Regions from separate parts of the Gossypium arboreum genome. Here region 1 is linked to region 2. A link is a contact called in public Hi-C data. All regions are on one chromosome and are shown on one strand. Each heading gives the region's core, a stretch centred on a gene start, on an enhancer-like site or on the middle of the called end of the contact. The rest is flanking DNA. Distances are from core to core; before and after follow the strand shown.

Region 1 (6,420 bases), core at 3,787-6,286, 60 kb before region 2:
ATTTTGCTATTATTTTACTATTATGTTGCTACTATTTTGTTGTTATTGTTCGGATATTGTATAAAACTTATTTTATTGTTTTTTTTTATTTTAAAGACATTTGTTAATTTTGTTATTATTTTAGAAACATTTGCTTGTTAAGTTGCATCTATTTTAGTGTTATTTAAGTATACATATTTTTAAAATTTATTTTCAATTTGTTGAGAAATATTTATTTGATGTTTTTAGTATTTTTAATGGTTTATATATATTTTAAAATTATATAAAAAATAATATAAAAATTAATATGGGCGGGTCGGGTAGGATCGGGCTCGGGTTTTAACATTTTTATTTGGGTCGGGCTTGGGTAAAATTTTAAGCCCATTTTTCGAGCCGAGTCGGGCCCTAGCCTAGCAAACGGGCCTAAATTTTTAGTTGAGCCCAACCCGAACCCGGCCCAACCCGGCCCATGCACACCTTTATGATAAATGCTAAAAGTAACATGTTTTAATTTCATTCTTAATGTGTTTTTGGGTGACTATTCATTATTAATTGTAAATTTTATCATGAGGTAGAGGGTATATATAATAATTGTTAGTTTCACCGACCAGTGCTGGGCACATACATATATATAATATTTGTCGGTTTCACCAACTAGTGTTGGGCACATATATATAGTAATTTTTGGTTTTACCAACCAGTGCTGGGCATAAATATATATAATATTTGTCGGTTTCACCGACTAGTGCTTGGCACACGTATATGTAATATTTGTTGGTTTCACCAACTAGCGCTAGGTGCAAAACTTCATTACGGAATTATCCGTTAGGTACTGGGTGCCAATAACGGGTTATATTGGAGTAGTGTATCGACCTATTTTGATATGCTTGGTATTGAAAAGGATAACAAAGGAATGGCTATTATATCAATGTTCTACAGTTAGGTATGTAAATAAGAACTTATGAGTATTAAGTTCATGGATTGAAGTTTATTATGTGAATAAAAGGTTGAATTGGGTTTTAAATACATGTATGGGTAATGTTTTATGTCTTTATAAGTCATTTGTTTCATTTGATTTAACGGGTGATTAAAGCTTAAATCAATTATGTACGTATATGGAATGATTTAAGTTTTTAGAAGATGAAAGGGAAAAATGTTGATATATGTATTTGAAATGAAAAGAGTGTCAACTGAATATATGAAGAATGAAACATATATTGAAACCTTGTTGTGATATGTTTCATGACTTGGTTGGACTAAATGTACATTGTTACATTTTCTAATTTTGTGAAGTGTTGTGGATAGGAAAGAAAAATATTCATATGATTTAATGAGCAATGTTTGAATGGTTTAATCATTTTATGTTCGGTAAGTTTAAGTTCCCTTTATACGAGCGTACTATGCACTACTTGCTTACGTAGTTACTTTTTTCTGTTTTGTATATCATCGAAAAGCTTGTTTAGTTGGAGTATTGTCAGAGCTTTATCACACTATCCGTAGATCATTTTGGTAGTTTTTAGTTAATTTGGCTTATGGTTATAAATGGCATGTATAGGGCTTAATGTAATATTGGTTTCTTGGTTGTTTTAAGCTGTGATAGGTTTAATTATGGTTGGATGCCTAGTTGATATTGTGTGCAAATGGTGATGTAAATAAGTAATGTTGCACTTGTGCATGACCTTCTTAAGTAGGTAAATCATAATTGAATGGTATGCTTATGAAATGGTTTGGTATGTTTGATTTATGTGGAATCAATGATCTTGAGATGTTGAATGGGATTAGTTTGGTTTGTTATTGTGGTACCTTTTGTTGGTACATTGGTTAGTCTTATAGGTTGATGGAATTGGTATGTTTTAAGTGTGTTTAACATGCGTTTTGGTAATATGAATGGTTGTGGAAATGGTATGTCTTGGTGTGTAAGAATTGTGTTTGAAATTGCTTGTTTTGGGGGCAATTTTTGAAGCACATGGCCTAGGACATGGGCTCTCACATGGTCGTGTGCCACACATGGTCATGTGTCATTATTGTTTTAGGAACAAGCTTTACACGGTCTGAGACACGAGTTGCGACATGGTTGTGTGTCTCAAATTAGTATGTAACACAGTTTGACACATGGCCTACGATATGGCCATGTGACCCAATATCGAATGCACACACGGTTTGGCACATGACTGCGACATGGCTGTGTGACCCTATTTCGACACGAGAGGACACACAGGCTGGGACACAGCCGTGTGTTCAGACTTCAAATGTCCACATGGTCTAGGTTATGTCACACGGCCGTGTGACCCTTGTTTTCAAAATTTTCAAGTTTTCCAAAATTTTTTGTTTTATTTCAAATTGATCCCAGAATGTTCTCAAATTGTATTTAGGGCCCCGTAAGCTCAATTTAAGGCCCGTAAGTGTATTATTGCTTCAATTAAATTGAGTTATTCAATAATAGTTCTTGAATTGCATAATTGTTTCAATTTTGATGTTCAATGTTCTGTTTTGTATAATAATGCTTTGTAGCCCTAATCCGGCGGTAGAGACAGGCTAGGTATGTTACAACATGGTCGTGTGGCATCCTGTGTGGCTCACATGGATATGTGCCCAGCCCATGTGGCTCTTGAAACTTGCTTCAATTTTTTTATTTTCACTCATTTTGCCCCCCAAAGGCTCTCCTAAGTATAGAAACATGAATTTAAAGGGTTAGGAGCATAAAATTCACCATTTAAATCGAATAATCATCCAAAAACACATTAATAATGAGGCTAAAACATGTTACTTTTGGCACTTATCATCTACACTCCTTGTAGCTTTTTCCTTGTCTTTTCTTCATTTCATATCAATATCATAAATATGAAATATTAATATTCTTAATCCACAACACTTTCATGCTCAAATAATTATATTAAACATGATGCTGCTTCCAAATCATGAAAATCTTACCTCAAAACCTTAGTTTCTCACATTATCTAGATTTTCTCTCTCTTTAAATATGAACACTCCACTTCTATGATCTTGAAAGTTAAGCTTGCTAGTTTCTGGGTAATTTGATTTATCTAAGGTTTCTATAGAAATTTGATGAATTCAAGCTTGGGGATGATGATAAAGGACTAGATTGTAAAAGAAATAAAAATTTCTTTCTTCCCCAAATGCTCGTAACGTGTAAGAGAAGAAGATGATGATGGAGAATCTTCCTTATCTTTCTTTTAAAACATCATCATCATTATAATAATAAAATAAAATATTATAACTTATTCATAAAACTTTATCCATCGTCATTTTCCACTAGATCTTGATAAAATTGCTCTTCACGTCCTCACATATTTCACCATTAATTCAATTTAATCTTTTTTACTTTTAATTTCTCACTTTCACCCCAATACTTTATAAAACCTTACAATTTAGTTTATAGATCGGTCTTTTAAATTTTCTTAAGTCTCCTACTACTTTCTCCTCTAACACTTATAAATCTCATTTTACTTATTCTGAAAACTTCGACTCGTAATTGGTCAAAATAATTTTGTTACAACCAAGAGGTTTTCATGGATGTTACATTGGAATTGAAGTTGGCCATTGGCACAAGTTTAAGAATTATTTGATGCATAATTGAAGTTGGCCTTTAAGTTATGATGAAGAAGAACAACACAATAAATTGATTTCTCTCTCTTGAGCTTTTTCCCTAATTATACAAACTGTAAATGATGAAGGCTATAATTTTTATATGTGTTTTTATGTATAACCCTATTAAGTAAAAAAAAAAATCAATTTATAATAATAAACCTTTAATCTGGTACATCCATAAAGTAACATGATTTAATTTCGTAAAACTCTTATTCCTGCCATTTCAAGGTGGGTTTTGTTTGGAAGATGGTGGATTTCGAGCTGAGCATGTTGTCTTCCACTCAAGATAATTACAGAAATAAACATATATAATTTTACGTAAGACGTTATGATGTATTGCATTATTGAATGGAGGTCAAATACATCATTTACTTTGGGGACAAACAAAACTATCTTGAAAATTTCAAAATATAATATCACTATATTGAGTCAAAGTGGAGGCATGCGAAAAACCTACTCTGCCCACCTCTCTCAATATGCGTCAATAATGGAGATTTTAACAATGGACGTCCAAGAGCCAATGAAATGAACTTCAACGTTTATTTCTCTCCTAGAAGTTTCCCTTGCAATTCAACACTTATGATCAATTATATTAATTTGATTTTTGTTATATAATTATAATAAAAAATCTCGACCTAAAATTTAACTCGAGATATGACCCTATATAATAAAATTCTGCAAATATCTAAAGGGGAATAATATGCTTTTTCTATACTTCTCCTCCACATTTGTCGATATAATGTATCAATAATTTTATATTAACCTATATATTTATGCACTTTCATTGGATATTGTGTCTTTTTAAAAAGAAAATAAATTTATTTTAGCGAAATATATTTATTTAATATAAATTCTAAATATTAAAAGCAAAAAAAAAAAAAAGATAAAATTGAGTTTTGACTAAATTTGTGAAAAGGCCATTCCAGTAAGCTTGGATAAAATTGAGTATTGACTAAATTGTGAAAGGGCCATTCCAGTAGGCTTGGCTTGCCAATAATTAATTACTTGATGCTGAGAGAATAAAATTTTGGAGAGGTGATTAAGATTAGACAGTTGAAGTGGTAGGGTTCAGAATGTTTTAATTATTAAAAAATCTTCTACCTATAGCTTTGCGCAGAGCGGAGTAGTGCTGTTGAACCATGTCATTCAGCAACTGCTCTTCCTTTTAAAAAGGAATATAAGCTATTCATCGGAATTAATAAAAGACTGAGCAGCAATGCTTAAAAGTGATATGAAATTTGCAGGGAACAATAAAATGAAAACGAATGTTTATGATTAAAAACCCAAAGCAGAGCTCATCATAAAAGCCCAAAACCAACAAAAAATCTCAGACTTTCAACAGAGTATGAAATTGAAATACCAGAGGCGGATGGTGGTAGTACAAGTTGATGATGGTTTTAGGGAATTGATGAGGGAATGGAGCATCATCTTCTTCACAGATCTCTTCTTCTTTGGAAATAGGCCTCCACACATTGGCTTCCAATTCATGATTTGTTGGGCAGGATTCACTCCCTCTGGGAAAACCTTCATCTCTCAATTTTACTAACAAATCAATTGAAGTAAATGATACATAAGTAAGCCCGGGTTGTATTGAGGTACAGCTGACTTCATCCTCAATTTCTCTCATACGTCACACCCGGCCCCACCTGTCTTCCTCCGCATTGCCAGATGCTGATCAATTTCATCCTTTCATTTCATTTCTTCTTATTTTTAAGTATTTTTTATCTTAATTTATTGCCACAACACATGATATATCTATTTTTTTTATTTTTAAATAGAATATCAATAATACATTATTTGCATAGTATCAATAATTAATTAAACTTGGTAAATTTAAATATTTAAAATATTTAAATTACAGGTTGTGCTCTAAAATTGATAAAATTTTAACAATTAAAAGTAATATCATATTATTAAATATTTTATTCTTTTAGCTAATATTAATATTATTTCAAAGATATAAACTATTTATAAATTTAAAATAATTTTATTATTAATTAAAATTGTTATTTAAGTATAAAATTAAAACCAAATTTTAAATAATAATAATTAAAATCAATTCTTAATTGGTCATCATTATACAATTTTTCTTAAATTAATGATTATTTATAAACTATTTATTTTATCATAGGCCTTATATTCGCTGAATAAACTTGCTTCTAATTTTTTGTCAAATTGAAATAGTAATTTTAAAGATGAACTTGAAACAATAAAATACAGATTTATAGCTTTCTGCGAATGCGTAAATTTCTCTTTAAAACCATCCATGTTTTTTTTTTAAACTATTTAAAAGTGTTCAAACATTCCTAAATCATAATTTAAGCCCTCAGTATTTCCACCTTTGTAAAAATTAGGAAACCCTTTATTAGAAATACAAAATTAGACCCTATCATTTTTTAAAAACATGTCGATTTCGTATAAATTCAATTTGATTGTCTATCTGCATGTCCAGACACGATATTTAACAGACAATGAAATAGAAACAAAAAATAAAGGAGTAAAGAGAAATTTTGCACATAGTCATTTGTTAAAGCAATTCGAAAACAATCCTACTGTGCGAAGCCTCACTTACTTAATGATTTTTATTCAACAATCTTTCAGATTACCTATTTGTTTTAGCCCAATTTATCGGCCATTTTACCCAAAAAGGTTCTTTTATAAATTTAATTACGGAAATGGGCTGTTTATTGAGTTATTTACTGGATTAGGCCGTTTTTCACGAAAACATGTCCACATCAGCATGCTTTAGAAAACTATAAAAGACCCCCCCCAAAATCATTTTTTTTTCACACAAATCTCTCATAATTTCTATAATTCTCTCAAAATTCCTTT
Region 2 (7,090 bases), core at 720-3,219:
GATCATCAGGTATATAAACTCCGGTTTTGATGGAATATGGATACAAGATTTTGTCACTAAGGTGTAAATTGTGAAAATAAATTACAGTCTTTTATTCCAATAGCAACAGGAGCACATTAAAGTCAAAACACATAGACTTTAAGTTCCTGGTTGTTAAAGTAAAAGTTCAGAGTGGTTAGGTACTTATAAAGCATATTAGGACAAACTCCATGATTGCGGATCCGCTTACTAAGGAACTACACCTAAGGTTTTATAAGAGCACATTGCTAATATGGGTGTAATGTCATTTAAAGGATATTTGGTTTTAGTGGGAGTTTGTATTTTTAAATGCTTTTATGTTATAGACACATTTTCAGTTATTTCAGTTTAAAGATAATAAATTTATTTTCTGCAGAAATAAAGTTTATTTGGTTTATTCACACTCTAATTTTGGTAAGGTTTGATCTCACTAAGGAGGACCAGTTGGAAATAGACATGTTTAGATCATATTGCATGTAATTTCCATGCTACACATCCATACTTGATCTATGTCATTTGGTTGTGTTAATATATGTGATCATGGATGGATTTAGTTACGATATATGTAACAAAAGTCGCCTTGGTTCTATGTTAACATAATTAATAGACGAGATTGTTCGGAATACCTTTTGGATATGATAGTAAAATTTTGAGCTCATAAGGTTATATAATGACATGTAATTATAGAGTAATTTGTATATATATGTGGACCAAGTGGAAGATTGTTGGAAAATATGGACATCACATATATAATAAGGTAATTACATGTTATTATTTACTATCATGATATGTTAGCCCAGATTAAAAGTGATCTAATTTGGTTAAAATTTTATTGGGCTTTAATTATTAAATAAAATATGGGTCAAATATGTGTAAATGCTCTAGTAATTGAGTTCTAATCATATTCTAATTAATGATGGGCTAATTAGAATTTGATTAGAATTAATATGTCACGATTATAAATATTAGGGTTATGGTCCCCAAATTACACACAAGATATCTTTTCTAATATCTCATCATTAGGAAAAAGAGAGCAAATATTCTTTGAATTTCTTGTGTGCTAATTTGGAAGATCAAATCCCCAAAATCCGGTAAAACTTTAAAGAATTCATGGATTCAGTGCACGCTTCAGCATCTAGTTACATTATTTATTTATTCTTGATGATTTGACATGATAGATCTTGGTTTACGGTTCTAATTTTATATTAGATACTATTTAAAATTCTAACATGTCATTATAATGGAAGAAGAATGAAAAATATATATATATATATATATATATATATATATAGTGTGAGAGAGAAATAATGTAAATGAAAATAAAATAATTAAAATCATTTTTTAAAAATTATATGATGTGAGGGTTTATTATTCTTGAAATTTTTAATGAAATAACATTTTGATGTCAAATGGGCAATGAAAGAACAGTTTAGGTAGCATGTGACAAAAAAGTTAAAGTATCAACTTGAAAAAAATTATAATTTAGGTATTAATTTGTGAGTTAAGTTTTTTTGTAAATAGAAATTGTTTAAGGTTTGATTAATGAAGGTAGCAACTTGAGGAAAAATAATTTAAATATTATTTATGACAAAAGAAAATTAAGTATAAAAATAAATAAATAATAATTTAATTAACAATTTATGAGTTAAGATTTTTTTAACTATAAAAAGTGTAATACAATTACAAATACTAAGTGTAAATAACTACAAGAATCAAACTATTATAAGGTTTAACAATAAGTAGAAATAAAAAAATCATATTGGGAATCGTTAAAGAAAAAACAGCCAATAGCAAAAGCCGCACATTCTTTCCCGTAGAGCGAAAAAAGGAAAATGAGAAGGCATCGGTGTGACCGGGCGGGCATCAGAGTCGGAGAAGGAGGAGAGCGAGAGCGACACCGAGACGATGAGATGCATATCGTGCAAGGAAATGTACACGGCACGTGACGCCGGGACGTGCAAGGAGTGTTACGAGGAAGCTAGCGAGACCGAGGAAGAACTGAAGCGGGAGATTGAAGATCTCAAAGCCAAAGTCGCCTTTTACGTTTTTGGTCTCCACTAGATCACGCCCACCGTGGTGCCTCCACCTCCCCTGGTCCCCTCTTCCCCGACGTCGTTTTGGTCGCTTCCGATGATGGCTTGCCCCCTGTTCCTGTACCCGCCCATAAAGCCGTTTTGGTACTACTACTTCCACTCCCACCAATTTGCTTCATCTGCTCTAATTTCAATTTCAAATGAAAAAATTGAAATTTTAATGTGACCCAACTTGAAATTTTTGAAAATTACATTTGGATGATGGCTATTTTCTTTTACAGTAGCTAAAAAGCTGGACCTAAGTCAGGAAATGTGTCTTTTAGGAGCATTAATTGTTTGGTTCTTGTTTTATGTATGAATATTTGGATGTGAAGCCAGGTGAACCATTCACCAGTATTCAAAGCAATGCTTGAAAATGAGATGGAAGAAAGCAAAAGTGGAACAATCAAGATCAGTGACGTATCATACGATGCTCTGCGAGCCTTTGTGAACTATTTGTACACTGCAGAATCATGGCTTGATGAGCAAATGGCTTGTGATCTTCTTGTTTTGACTGAAAAATACCAGGTGAAGCATCTTAAAGGCTTCTAGGAAAAGTTCCTGGTATCAAAATTGAACTGGGATAATTCACTCATGACCTATGCCTTTGCTTACTAGCACGGCGCCAAGCTCTTGCTCGATGCAGCTTTGTGTTTGATTATGGACAACATTGATAAGCTTACAAAAAAGGAAGGGTATATGGAACTTGTTGAAAAGGATCCTAGACTCGTTATGGAAATATATGAAGCTTCTCTCTCTAAACAGGTTAATACTGCTGTTCTTAAGGATGCTTCAATAAAATCATAGTTAATTGTGATAAAGGATTTTGCTTTGTTTATCATTTGGATAGTGTGAGTTTGTAATCTTTGTTTATGGATGAACTTTTAGTATGATATGAAAGAAAAAAAAAAATTGATGATCATTTATTGGTGAAATCTTGGGTTACAAGTTGTCAATGGATGGATCTTTTTGTCTCCTTTTATCCCAGAAAAAAGATTGGTAAAATTGTTGTATCCTTCCTAACACATTCTCTAAAAGTTCCTGGCATGATGAAATCACATATTCCTTCAACTGAAACATGGAACAGTTTCCTAAAGAGAATCAGTAAGACATTGACAACTTCAACATGTACTAAAATGGCAAACTTTGTAATGTACAATTACACTTGGGATACAACAGAGAAAAATGAAATCCTTTAATATATGTTCGTCCAAATGTAGTAATACCAATCAGTAATGTTTACTACATACATAGAACAATAGATTATACTTATATTATTTGGAACGAGTTGCAGCTCTTACTTTTTAGTTCAGGGAGTAGCAGCTTCTTTCTATATGTGATTTTGACGTACTTCCCAAAGTTGTGAAGCTAACATGGTTTTACAGATATTCATCAAACAAGCACATCACATACGTTTCTCAGAGATCAAAATTTTCCAGCTCGCTTGTGGACCTTCACCTGTTTCGTGCAGCACAGCCACCCATCCCATTGCAGTTGCTATTTCTTGAAGTTCACCCATAACAGAGATTGAATCTCGTATATATACACGTCCACCAGGTCTCAGCATGCGATCCATCTCTAGCATGATGGTTGACATATTACACCTATATCAACCAGAGAAGGAAAATGACAAACCGTAACTTAAGAATGTGCATTATTATCATAAACTAGGACACAACAGGAAAAGAGGATGAATATACCTCTTTTTCTCAACAGAGAAAAGACCTGCTGCATGTAATAGGTCATAAGTTCTAGGATAAGTATCGAATGGTTCACACCTGGGAAAAGAAATTAAGAATCATAAGTATAAAGCAAGAGGAATATGAAATCATATGTAGAAAGTCTACGGATGAGCTTAAAAGCATTCATAAACTCAGTAATGAATGAGCTACAAAAGAAACCCAAGGAAGACCATGGAAGGCCCTCTTACTTAGTTCTAAGTACTATTACTTGTATAAACATGGTGGAAGGTCCTCCTACTTCCCAGCCAAAAAGGTTTAAAGGTTTCGCAGATTGGTGTCACTAAATGCTATTTTGACAGCTGCTTGACTTAGTTCAAGACTCATCCTGGTTCATTCTAATTAACTGGATGTGCTAACTACCATATGGCTTAGCTAAACATAAATTAAGCCTCAAGCCAAAGCTCAAAGAAGCTGAGTTTTTGGAAATCTATGTATTGAACTTTAAATATTGGAGAGGAAAGGTTTTCCCTTGCCCAAATCAAATATGATGGCTTCCAGAAAAAACATATGAGTAGAAATTTTGATGATGACATCAAAATGATGTCCTTCTCACATTTTGTTGGAATTCCTTAAATTAAGCAGATTTTCTACCTTAGTTCTAGGAATTTCCTTGTACTATTAGCCATAATCAAATTACTAATTTTTAGGGATAGGCTAATTTCTAGAGATTATTTCTTTTTTTTTTTTCCTGCTTTTCTTTAAAAGGCTGTATTAGATTAGAAAAAATAAGAATTATTCTTCTTCCTAAACTTGTTCATGGTATCAAGAGCATCAGGAATCCAATTGATCCTACTCTTTCTTCTCTTTTCTTGTTTTGTTTTCTCTGTTAGAAACCTTACTCCCATGGGTGACACCGAAAATTCCTCTGAGACTGAGATCTCACAAATAACTCAAAATCACAGTCAAGGAATCCCACAAGGTGACCTTAACTCTTCTCTTATAATCACAAATCATCGATTAGATGGAAAAATTTTCCTGCAATGGTCACAATCTGTCCTTATGGTTCTTCTTGGTCGAGAAAAAATTGGATACATTAATGGACAAATTCCTCGACCAGCATCAACAGACTCTGGTTATGCAACTTGGGAGCTTAACAACTCAATGGTTATGGCCTGGCTTATAAATTCGATGGAAGATCATATAAGCCGAACATATCTTTTTTTCAAAACTGCCAAAGAAATGTGGGATGCAATCAAGGAGAATTACTCGGATCTTGGAAATGCTTCCCAAGTATTCGAGATCAAATTAAAGTTGAAAGATATTCGACAAGGAACACTTGAAGTCACTCAATATTACAACAGCCTAAAGATCTTATGGCAGGAGTTAGACATGTATTATGAAGCTGATTGGGGCGAGGGCTCGGAACACACCAAGTTCATGGATCATCTTAACAAAGAGCGTCTCTATGAGTTCCTAGCAGGACTAAATCGTGATCTTGATGAAGTCCGAGGATGAATACTAGGCAGAACCACACTGCCAACCATAGGAGAAGCATTTGCTGAAGTAAGGAGGGAAGAGAAACGACGTCTTATTATGTTGGGAGACACAAGAGAACTAAAACCATTGACCATAGCTGGTCATCGTCCTTCCGAGAACTCTGCTCTTATTTCAAGACGCCCACAATCTCAAAAGTTCAAAAATGGAATTGATTCTGGTTCAAATAGGCCATGGTGTAGCCACTGTAACCGGGTTGGGCATACCAAGGAGAAATGCGTCAAACTCCATGGCTATCCTGAAAAAAAAAACAGAAAGAAACAAGGCAGCAATGATATCTACTACTGAAGAAGATGCTCAAGATGTTCGACTAACCAAAACTCAACTTGAGGCTCTTCATAAACTACTCAGGACTCCTACAGCCAGTGGGTCACTAGCTATTCAAGGTATTGCTTTAAATACTACACACGAACCTACCATAACTTCTTGGATACTAGACTCGGGTGCATCCGACCACATGACAGGTAATCTAAGTTTGTTTCACACCTATTTACCTTGTCATGATCACTCTCGGATTCGCATAGCTAATGGATCTTACTCGCCAGTGGCTGGAATGGGGACAGTTAGACTTACTGAAAATTGTTCCCTTGATAAAGTTTTACATGTTCCAAATCTTTCCTGTAATTTACTCTCAATTAGCAAGCTTACCAAGGATGAAAAAGTACTTGCTGAATTTTCTACTTTCGGTTATGTGGTTCAGGAACAGGAATCGGGGAAGATGATTGGCACTGCTAAAGTTGATTGGAACAAAAACAGTTCACAAGAAGGGATAGCCTTATCTACATCAAAAGAAGATTCTATCATGCTATGGCACAGTAGTCTAGGACACCCGAATTTCATGTACTTGAAGAAACTGTTTCCTCTACTATTTCTAAATAAGAAAATAAGTTCATTGAACTGTGAAGTTTGCCAACTGTCTAAACACACTCATGTCCCTTATCCTTTAAAACCTTATGTTCAATCTCAACCTTTCTCTTTAATCCACAGTGATCTATGGGAAGCCAGTCGAGTAAAAAACATCACAGGGGCTAGGTGGTTCATAACTTTCATTGATGACCACACTAGAGTTTGTTGGGTCTATCTCCTTAAAAAAAAATCCGAAGTCTCTAGAGTCTTCCAAAATTTTCATTCAATGATTCGAACCCAGTTCAATTCAAATATTCACACCCTTAGAACTGATAATGGGAAAGAGTACTTTAATTCTATCCTGAGTCCCTTATCTTTCTGAGCAAGGAATCATACATCAAAGTTCTTATCCTGACACCCCTCAACAAAACGGGGTTTCCGAGAGGAAAAATTGACACCTTGTAGCCGTGGCTCGTGCCCTTATGTTTACTATGGGTGTACCAAAGTATTTATGGGGAGAAGCTGTCCTCACTGCTTGTTATCTTATAAACCGACTCCCATCAAAGGTATTAAACTTTCAAACACCTTTACATACTCTTCAAAAAAATTTTCCCTTGTTTCGTGTTCCTAATCTCCCAACCAAAACATTTGGTTGCAAAGCATTTGTCTACAACCATCAACCTAACCGATCTAAATTTGATCCTAGAGCCCACACTTGTGTCTTTATTGGTTACTCACCTACACAAAAAGGGTACAAGTGCTACTCTCCAACCTTACACCGGATGTTTGTGTCCCTTGATGTTACTTTCTTCGAAAACGAGCCATATTTTTCAGCCTCTCATCTTCAGGGGGAGATACTTAGTGAAGATGAGACCTTGAGCAATCTTCTCATTATACCTCAAGACTCTATCAGCCCTA

The links. A called contact is a pair of places that touch in the nucleus more often than the background predicts.
Region 1: a Hi-C map of leaf shows a contact between it and region 2, with 4 times the contacts expected there. The contact joins two enhancer-like sites. A contact is called at or near these places in 3 of 5 Hi-C or Micro-C datasets (all in leaf).

Annotation. Positions count from the first base shown.
Region 1 is chr3:124,683,362-124,689,781 of ASM2569848v2, reverse strand. No RefSeq gene overlaps it. Among protein-coding and RNA genes, the nearest start is that of LOC108488738, 36 kb to the left of the region's middle. Within about 2 kb of position 5,036, at least 2 of the 2 cell types and tissues checked have an H3K27ac peak or open chromatin away from gene starts, as enhancers often do. A contact at or near this core is called in leaf, where this site is marked.
Region 2 is chr3:124,620,095-124,627,184 of ASM2569848v2, reverse strand. LOC108489406 (probable methyltransferase PMT10) reads right to left here. Exons shown (of 9, transcript XM_017793943.2): 8 at 3,791-3,868; 9 at 3,203-3,694. The coding sequence ends at 3,496. It also overlaps the pseudogene LOC108489407. Among protein-coding and RNA genes, the nearest start is that of LOC108489406, 11 kb to the right of the region's middle. Within about 2 kb of position 1,969, at least 2 of the 2 cell types and tissues checked have an H3K27ac peak or open chromatin away from gene starts, as enhancers often do. A contact at or near this core is called in leaf, where this site is marked.